3 separate regions of the Sus scrofa genome follow, and regions 2 and 3 are each linked to region 1. Evidence: chromatin contacts called from public Hi-C and HiChIP or PLAC-seq data. All regions are on one chromosome and are shown on one strand. Each heading gives the region's core, a stretch centred on a gene start, on an enhancer-like site or on the middle of the called end of the contact. The rest is flanking DNA. Distances are from core to core; before and after follow the strand shown.

Region 1 (2,960 bases), core at 278-2,777:
AGGACTGGCTACTGCTTCCCAGAGGCCAGACCCCCTTGAGATATAACATGCCTGGGGTTGGAGGAGGAGAGGCAGTCCACCTCCTCTCTGCCCCTGCCTACAACCATACCTCGACCTTCAGCTACACTCTCCAGGATCTTCTCCTCTTCCTTCAGCTGCTTCTCCTTGGCAGACTCTTTGCGGGCTGACAAAAGCAGCAGAAGGTGTCAGAAAGACACTAAAGCAATGTACCAAGCTGAGCCTCCCTCTTGTTGCCCAACTCACCTTCAGCCTTCTCTTTGAGGTGCTGGTGCTGATCCAGAAGGCTGACGTTGGACTGAGGGCCCAGCGGGATGTCGTCCTCATCTCCTCGGGGTTCGCTGCCGCTGTCCTGCTGCTCCTCTTCCGCAGCTCCCTTGCGCCTTCGCTGAAGCAGCTTCTGGAGCTGAGGTTCCACGAGCGCCTCTCAGAGCCGAGTCCAATGCAGAGTGGGGCATTGGACCCAGGGGCAGGTGTCAGGATCCTGGCTCTTGGGAGAGGATCCTGTGCCCCGAGGTGCAGAGCTGCCCCATCCCTCAGATCACGTCGCCTCACCAGTTCCCCCCTTTGCCTGGGGACCATGCTCCTGTATACTGACACCTCACTCTGCAAACCTGGGGCCATCCCCCATGCCACAGCCAAACCCTCATTCCTGCCCTCATTCGTCCCCGCGACCCAGGGCCCTGACCAGCAACTGCCGGCGCTGTCGCAGTGGTACGTAGGGTACATAATCCTCATCGTCCTCATCCTCCGCCTCGGAGCGGCTTCCTGTGGCAGTTGCCTCGTCGGTGCGAGCCCGCTGCAGATATACACGAGTCAAGGCCCAGACTCCCCGACTTCATTACCACTCGCAACCCACGCGGACCCCAGCGAGCAAAGCTCCCACCTTCCTCTCTGGTTCGGATTCCTCCATTCTTTGCTATACGCATGCGCGCCACGGCAAACCCCCGCCCCCCGCCTTTCCTATGATGCTATCCAATCAGATGTGAAGAAGCAGACGTCGGCAGCTAGCAGCGACCTGAGTGCCGGATCGCGCAGAGGGACAAACTTTCTCCTGAGTCCCTGTCTGGCGGAGCCGCATCCCAGTTCCCTGTGGGCGGCTACGCAGCTGTTGCCAGGGCTGAGAGCTAAAGCCTTAGGCAAGGCACCGTTGGACGCTGCAAAATTTGGAGCATGCGCTGAAGGCTCAAGCCGATCCTGTTTGAAGCGTGGAATCTGCTGACTCCGAAGAGGGCGGCTTGCCAGGTGCCCAGCCTCGCCTAAGGCGTGACGTTACCTGGTACACCCCCGCTAGCGGACACTGTCCTCTCGTGGCCAGGGAGCTCTGGGACCGGGCCAGCTGGGATCCCGCCCCGCTCTCTCCAGCCGCCATTAACTCTCACGGGCCACAGGGGTCAGGGTGGGGCTTGCAGAATAAATGACTCAACACATGCTGCCGCCCTGACTGGGATTCTCATCTGTGTGATACCTTATGTTCACGGTGATGAAGAATAAATGAAATACTGATGACGGTGGTTTCTGAGGGGCTGTACATGTATGTAAACGATTATTATTGTAAATGCTGTAACAGAGCTCAGACAGTGATCGGAGAACCAGAGAAGTCTTCTAGGAGAACTGGATCTGTGGAGTCTCAGAGCTGGGAGTGCAGGAGAGGAAGAGAGAGGCTTCGTGATAGAGGGTCCAGTGGGAGTGAAGTTCTGGCCATGTGCAAGTTCCTCAGGGAACAAAGAGATCACTTGGCTTGTATCAGAAGGGGATAGTCAGAGCTAAAGCTGGAAAAGTAGATCCAGAGCATGCAGGGCCGAGACTGTCAGGGTAAGTAATTTCAATTTCATTGGGGCCTTTTATTTTTATTTTCTTTTTAGGGTCGCTCCTGCAACATATGGAAGTTTTCGGGTTAGGGGCTGCAGCTGTTTGCCTACACCACAGCCACTCCACGCCATATCCAGAGCTTCCTCTGCAACCTACACCACAGCTCATAACATTGCGGATCATTAGCCTACTGGGCGGGGCCAGGGATCAAAGCCACATCCTCATGGATACTAGGTTTCTTACCACTGAGCCACAATAGGAACTATCCACTGAGGACTTTTATTTTTATTATTTATTTATTTATTTGTCTTTTTCTAGGGCCACACCCACCAGCATAAGGAGGTTCCCAGGATAGGGGTCCTCCCTGTGATACCTTATGTTCACGGTGATGAAGAATAAAGCCACACAGCCACAGCGACGCCAGATCCGAGCTGCGTCTGCGACCTACACCACAGCTCATGGGAACGCTGGATCCCCAATCCACTGAGCGAGGCCAGGGATAGAACCCAAAACCTCATGGTTCCTAGTCGGATTCTTTTCTGCTGTGCCGTGACGGGAACTCCTCACTGAGGACTTTTTAAAAGGAGCGACAGGTTAGTGCTGTTCTTTTCATAAATACTTATACATGATTTTCATATGATTTTTCATATATATGATTTTTTTCCTTTTTAGGGCCACACCTGTGGCATATGGAAGTTCCCGGGCTAGGTGTTAAACTGGAGCAGCTGCCGGCCTATGCCACAGCTTGCAACAATGAGTGATCCTTAACCCAGTGAGCAAGGCCAGGGATCAACCCAGTATCCTGACGGACCTTATGCTGGGTTCTTAACCTGTTGAGCCACAAAAGGAACTCCCCCTTCATATACTAAATATGAGTATGTGCTGGGCATTGTGCCCAGTGTCGAAGGAGATAAAAGATGAGCAAGACACAAACATGGCTTGTGAGTTTACAGATTAGGGGAGATGGAAACAGAAAACTGGTCTTGAGGTCAGGAAATCTCATAAGACACAAAAGTTACCACTTTTGGAATTAGCACAAAGGCAGTGCAAACTGATTTTCATAGTCAAAGTGGCTTTTTAGTTGTGATGTGAAGAATATGGTAGAATTCACAAAGAATTCTGAATTATCT
Region 2 (2,960 bases), core at 279-2,778, 64 kb before region 1:
TCAGGGCTGCCTCCTACATACTTCTTAGGATGCACGGCTCCCCTCTCAACCATGGCTGTGGAGAGGGGGAGGTGGAACTAGAGGTGCCCATCTGGAGTGAATTGGGACCAGGTGGTACCAATGATTTGAGCTAGTTTTCCTACCCTCCACGGAGAGGGAGAGGAATTGGGGGAAGGGCCGCTGGAGCTAGGAGGGCAGGGCCTAGTGGGGCTGCGCATGGGTAGGAGGCTCGGGAAGCAAAGGAGCTGGGATTCAGCAGGCGGAGGCACCTAGAGGAAAGGAAAAGGAGGGATGATCCACGCTCCGCGGAGCGTAAGGCACAGACAAAAGCAGGCTGGTGTAAAGTAGTAGCCGCGGGAACCACCCTCTGGAGCCACCAGTACAAGAGTGGCGGCAACCAGGAGGCCACAGCGCAGGCCGGAATGTTCCACGCTTTGAGCAGCCAGGAGTGGCAGCGGGTACAAGGCCTAGGACGCCAGGGGCTGCCAGGTGTGTATGCATAGAGCTGAAGCTGGGCGCCGGAGAGCAGCTAGTGGGGCTCTAGGAGGTGGACCACCCTATGCCCGCCGCACAGCCGCGCCGTGCTTCCTCCTCAGCGCCTTGGCAGTCTGCTTGTGGGCCTCTCAAGCCCTTTTGGAGCCGGGGAACCCTGAAGCCCACGGATGCGAATCTCACGCTCGCACTGAGGCCGAGCCTGGCCTTCGCGCGCCCTCTGCTGGCCGTCCTGGACACACCTCGTCTGGGAGGCGGCGGCGGCCTGGGCTCAGATCCGGGAAAGCCCTACCAGGGAAACCTCAAGGCGTGACGTCATCCCCTCGGTGACGTCACCGGGCCCCGCGGAGTGCAGGGGTTCCCGCAGAGGAGGCTTCCCCCGGATTGCGCGGGGCACCCGAGCGGGCAGGGAAGTCGTCGGGGGCTGCAGCGCGCCTTCACCGCCCCCTGTGTCTGTCCCACAGGTCCCACGCGGCCCCGGGTGAGGCCCGTCAGCGCGCCTGCCGACGCCATGGGAAGGAGCCGGCGCCGCTGCTGCTGCCCCTCACCGGCGCACGCACGACCTGAGCCCTGCTGCGGGGCCGCAGGTCCCCGAGTGACGCTGGCGGCGCCTGGGAGCGTGGCGCGGGCCCGGAGCCACGTAGAAGAGCCCATTGTCCAGTGAAGCAGCAGAGGACCGCCGCTCGCGTCGCCGCCATGGTTATGTCCCAGGGCACCTACACGTTCCTCACGTGCTTTGCCGGTTTTTGGCTCATCTGGGGTCTCATCGTCCTACTGTGCTGCTTCTGCAGCTTCCTGCGGCGCCGCCTCAAGCGGCGCCAGGAGGAGCGACTGCGTGAGCAGAACCTGCGCGCTCTTGAGCTGGAACCCCTCGAGCTCGAGGGTAGTCTGGCCGGGAGCCCCCCGGGCCTAGCACCGCCGCCACCACCGCACCGCGGCCGCCTCGAGGCGCCGGCGCACGGCCATCAGCACGTGCACGTGCACCCGCTGCTGCATCACGGGCCGACGCAGCCGCACGCGCACCCGCACGCACACCACCACGCGCTTCCGCACCCGCCGCCGCAGCCGCACCTCTCAGTGCCGCCGCGACCCTGGAGCTACCCGCGCCAAGGTAAGTCCCAACCTCTACCAAGGGGCGGCCCGGGCCACTAGGGTGGGAGGGGGCAGGCTCGCTGACGACCCGCGGGATTTCTACTAGGCAGCCTCCCGGAGACCCTAGGAGGAAGCCGACGGGGGTCTGGGCTTGGCGGCTGGCCAAGGCCTCGGCCGGAGTTTGGGGACAGGTGGCCTCACGCCTTCCGACCGCTTCTTACTCCGCAGCGGAATCGGACATGTCTAAGCCACCGTGCTACGAAGAGGCGGTGCTGATGGCTGAGCCGCCGCCGCCCTACAGCGAGGTGCTCACGGACACGCGCGGCCTCTACCGCAAGATCGTCACGCCCTTTCTGAGCCGCCGCGACAGCGCGGAGAAACAGGAACAGCCACCGCCCAGCTACAAGCCACTCTTCCTGGACCGGGGCTACACGTCGGCGCTGCATCTGCCCAGTGCCCCGCGGCCCGCGCAGCCCTGCCCTGCGCTCTGCCTGCAGGCGGACCGCGGCCGCCGGGTCTTCCCCAGCTGGACCGACTCGGAGCTCAGCAGCCGAGAGCCACTGGAGCCCGGAGCTTGGCGCCTGCCGGTCTCCATCCCCTTGTTCGGGAGGACTACAGCCGTATAGAGGGGCGCCCGGCGTCCCGGGCCCCACCCGCGGACTCCTGGCCTGATTGCGGGGCTTTTTAAATGCTTCCCTTGGACTGCAGACGTGGGGGTGGGGGGTTGGGGGGAGGGATTTCTTACCCCGTTTGTTACATTTTGAGGATAATAAAGGTGTGTGATCTGGTTTGGTACAAGCGGAGGGGCACCCACTGCCTACGCCCAAGGTTCTGGTGGCCAGACTGTGGGCCTTGGTGGGACCGAACCTAAATGCACCTCTCAGCTACAAACTGGCTTGGGGATACAGAACTAAACTTGAGGTCAACCTGCTTCAAACCAGAGGCTGGTCCCCATGGAATCCTCAGACCCCACTTTCCTTGCCCATGAGGTCTTGCTTAAAGGCACCCCCTGCAGCTTTAGATGTGGGAAAAGCTGGGAATGGGGTTAGGGCAGGCAGCCCACCCCGGATCAGCCCCTGGAGGCCCGGAGCAGCAGGCCCGAAGGGATCTGGATTTCTTTATTAACAGACATGAGCACGACCTGTTACAGAAGTTTGTGCTTTCCAAAAAACAGTTACTGAACGTGAAAAAGGAACCCAAGCAAAGAGGGAGGAGGTGAAGAGGGACCACCCATAGCCCTGACCTGAATCACGCCTAGGGCCTCCAGCTTGGGACCTGCCCAGCAGGAGGGGGCAGGAAAGGGCCAGGAAGCTGAGGGGCCCCAGCTGGGCCTGCTACTTCCTTCAGGCCAGGTGGGGAGGTCAAGAGAAGGGTGG
Region 3 (2,960 bases), core at 265-2,764, 37 kb after region 1:
GTAGAATAGGGAGTGCTACCAGAGGGGAGCACAGGGGGCTGTGGGCACAGAGGGAGCACCTCACCCAACTGGGGAGGTCAGGGAAGGCTTTCTGGGAATGGTACCCCAAACAGCATCCCCACTCACATGCACAATTCCAGGGATTCTACTAGAAGGCTGTCAAGAGCCATGCCTTCTGGCTGCACCAGCCTCCCAGAGTCCCCTGCTGCCCGATGCAGTGTCTGCAGAGCCAAACGCATCTTCCGCCACGCCTCATCCTCATCCGGCGCTGCATCCGACCCTCCAAGACTCCTGCAGGAGCCTGCCTTTCTTGGCAGGCTCAGCCAAAAAACCAACTCAAAACTCTTTTGTCAGAGCAAGCTTAGGGCGAGCCACCCAGCCCCAGGTGCCATAACCCTCCCAGAGCAACTGTGGCTCATGCCGCCCCAGCTTCGCAGTGAACACTGGCAGGGTACCTCCTATTATTTCCTTTGCTCAAAAGAAAGTGACCTTCTTCCAGGTGGCAAGCTGGAAGCCTTGGAGAATCCTCCTCCTGCTCACTCTTAGCAGGATTCGCCAAACCCAGGGATCCAAGGGTCTGGGTGGACCGCCTTGGGGGTCGAGGCGGGGCGGGAGAGCGGGTATAGGGGGAGAGAGCAGCTTTGCTCTCACTGAGGGTTGCCACCTCAGTGCAGGAGGCCCACCAAACAGTCTCCTAGGCAGCCTGGCTGTCGGCTGCAACTGCTCTGCTGGGCAAGGAGAGGAGGGAGGCCTCGGGAGACATATGCTGGGAGCACAGCTGCCGAGGGGGCAGCGAGGGGAAGGGGTGGAGCCGCTCCCAGGGGGAGAGGGAAGAGGCTGCAGCCTTCCAGGTCCCAGCGCCCCGAGGTAGCCTATGAGTGGGGGAGCATGTGGGCCCAGAGGAGATGAAGGGCACAGGGCTGAGCTGTGGCCCCAGGATCCAAGCGCAGTCCCAGTGGGTGTGCGACCAGAACGTTTCCCGGAGGCGGTGGGAGAGGGTAGGCAGCCTGGCCTCAGGACAGGTCGGGCCGTGCCTCAGCTTTGGACATAAGGGTGCTGGCTCCACTCCCAACTTGGGGGAGAAAGCCTCAGCCCTGGTCCTAAGGAGTAAGGCTCTGACTCCGGCCGGATAAGGATGATCCACCCCCAAGCCCGTCCCAGCTCCGTTCCGGGGTGTGAAAGTGCCCAAGCAGCCAGACTCGCCTCTCTCGCTCCTACCTGGGGGACGGGCGCCAGTTGGAGCTCGTCGTCCTCTCTAGGGCCGTCGCGGTCGGGCTCGGCCGACGCCTCCGGGGATCCTGCACCCGCTCCTGCTTCCAGGCACGGCGGCGGCGGGGGCTCCGGCGCCTGGGGCTTCTGCGGCCCCGCGGCCCGCGCCCGCTCGCGCCGGCCCGCGCAGCCGCTCGGCCTGCTCCGCCTCCGAGTCATGCTGCTCCTCGCTCCGCTCACTCGCTCAACTCGCGCCGCCACCGCCGCCGCCGCCGCCGCCGCTCCCCTCACAGGACAACAGCCAATATGGCGGCGCCCGACTCCCCCTCCGCCGCTGCCAGCAGGTCAAAGGGCACGCGGAGTCCGCGCCGCCGCACTAGCCCCTCGAGGCTGCCTGCGCCATTTTGAATAAGGTCACCACCCGGAGTTTCGTGGGAGAATGAACCTGGTCAGGAAACGCCCACCCTGGGATCCAAGGAATGAGAGAGGGTGTACGCTGTGGTAGCAGTGCTACAAGCCCTGGGCGCTTAATAACTTGCTGTTAAGTGGGTGAGTGAATTAATAATTTCTATAGTGCTACGCTACTTTCACGGCCTCGACCTGACTCCTCGCACCCACATGGTGTGACAGGTATGATAGTTCCCATTTTGCAGTAGAGAAAACCTAGGCTACAGATGGTGAAATGGTTGCTCAACATCGTAGCGAGAACTCATGGGTTCGTTCATAGCCTGAGCTGAAAGGGACGAAGGGATTGTCTAGGTCTTTATTTTCAGTGTATGGTCCACTCAGAGTCTAGCATTTGGTGCTTGCGACAGCGAGACACAGACCTGACTTCTTCCTTAATCTAGTGGGGAAATACACAATTACAAGTGTGATAAAGATGAGATGACTGGGGTACGTACTAGGTCAGTGTTTCCAAGAAAATGGTATGTGTGCAAAAGAATTTTGAGTGGTACACAAAGGAACATTTAAAAATATAATGATTATGGAGTTCTCTTCTAGCTCAGCGGTTAACTTACCCGACTAGGATCCATGAGGATGCAGTTTTGATCCCTGGCCTTGCTCCGTGGGTTAAGAATCCAGCGTTGCCTGGAGTTGCCGTCGTGGCGCAGTGGTTAACGAATCCGACTAAGAACCATGAGGTTGAGGGTTCGGTCCCTGGCCTTGCTCAGTGGATTAAGGATCTGGCGTTGCCGTGAGCTGTGGTGTAGGTCGCAGACGCGGCTCAGATCCCGAGTTGCTGTGGCCCTGACCAGTGGCTACGGCTCCGATTAGACCCCTAGCCCGGGAATCTCCATGCCGAGGGAGCGGCCCTAGAAAAAGGCAAAAAGACCAAAAAAAAAAAAAAAAAAAAAAAAAAAAAAAGAATCCAGCGTTGCCTGGAGCTGTGGTATAGGTCGCAGACTCGGCTCCCATCTCACATTGCTGTGGCTGTGGTGTAGGCCGGCAGCTGTGGCTCTAATTGGACCCCTAGCCTGGGAACTTTTCTATATGCCATGGAAAAAAGCAGAAAAAAAAAAAATATATATATATATAAAATGATTATGTATTTAGTTGTCAAAATGGGTTATTTTCCCTCCCTTTCTTTTTTGAATATATAAGACATGCACATAGGACAAATTTTTTTTTTTTATGGCCACACCTGCAGCATTACAAATTTTTAAAAATAGTTTTGAGGACAGTCTGTCTCATGCCAGGGGCAGTGGTACCCTGAAACCATATGGTGGTTATATATAGAGTTTCTGTCCATC

Evidence for each region. A called contact is a pair of places that touch in the nucleus more often than the background predicts. HiChIP or PLAC-seq counts read pairs in DNA pulled down with a chosen protein or histone mark.
Region 2: a contact with region 1 is called in a Hi-C map of heart right ventricle, with 5 times the contacts expected there. The contact joins the enhancer-like site here to the promoter of DDX41 in region 1. A contact is called at or near these places in 1 of 5 promoter capture datasets (fetal skeletal muscle), 2 of 47 Hi-C or Micro-C datasets (blood and heart right ventricle) and 1 of 2 datasets of contacts at active chromatin or transcription factors (skeletal muscle).
Region 3: a contact with region 1 is called in an H3K27ac HiChIP or PLAC-seq map of skeletal muscle. The contact joins the promoter of FAM193B here to the promoter of DDX41 in region 1. A contact is called at or near these places in 1 of 5 promoter capture datasets (liver), 12 of 47 Hi-C or Micro-C datasets (embryonic fibroblasts, epiblast stem cells, heart right ventricle and 3 more) and 2 of 2 datasets of contacts at active chromatin or transcription factors (alveolar macrophages and skeletal muscle).

Annotation. Positions count from the first base shown.
Region 1 is chr2:80,431,632-80,434,591 of Sscrofa11.1, reverse strand. DDX41 (probable ATP-dependent RNA helicase DDX41) reads right to left here and starts at 1,527. Exons shown (of 20, transcript XM_021084371.1): 1 at 905-1,527; 2 at 707-817; 3 at 265-424; 4 at 110-184. The coding sequence starts at 931.
Region 2 is chr2:80,495,524-80,498,483 of Sscrofa11.1, reverse strand. DBN1 (drebrin) reads right to left here. Exons shown (of 14, transcript XM_021084369.1): 14 at 2,687-2,960. GRK6 (G protein-coupled receptor kinase 6) reads left to right here. Exons shown (of 17, transcript XR_002341730.1): 16 at 957-1,603; 17 at 1,813-2,379. PRR7 (proline-rich protein 7) reads left to right here. Exons shown (of 3, transcript XM_021084393.1): 2 at 957-1,603; 3 at 1,813-2,379. The coding sequence starts at 1,189. The coding sequence ends at 2,210. Among named protein-coding and RNA genes, the nearest start is that of PRR7, 12 kb to the left of the region's middle. Within about 2 kb of position 1,528, at least 40 of the 83 cell types and tissues checked have an H3K27ac peak or open chromatin away from gene starts, as enhancers often do. A contact at or near this core is called in skeletal muscle, where this site is marked.
Region 3 is chr2:80,394,925-80,397,884 of Sscrofa11.1, reverse strand. It overlaps FAM193B (family with sequence similarity 193 member B), which reads right to left and starts at 1,514. Exons shown (of 11, transcript NM_001243850.1): 1 at 1,219-1,514. The coding sequence starts at 1,428.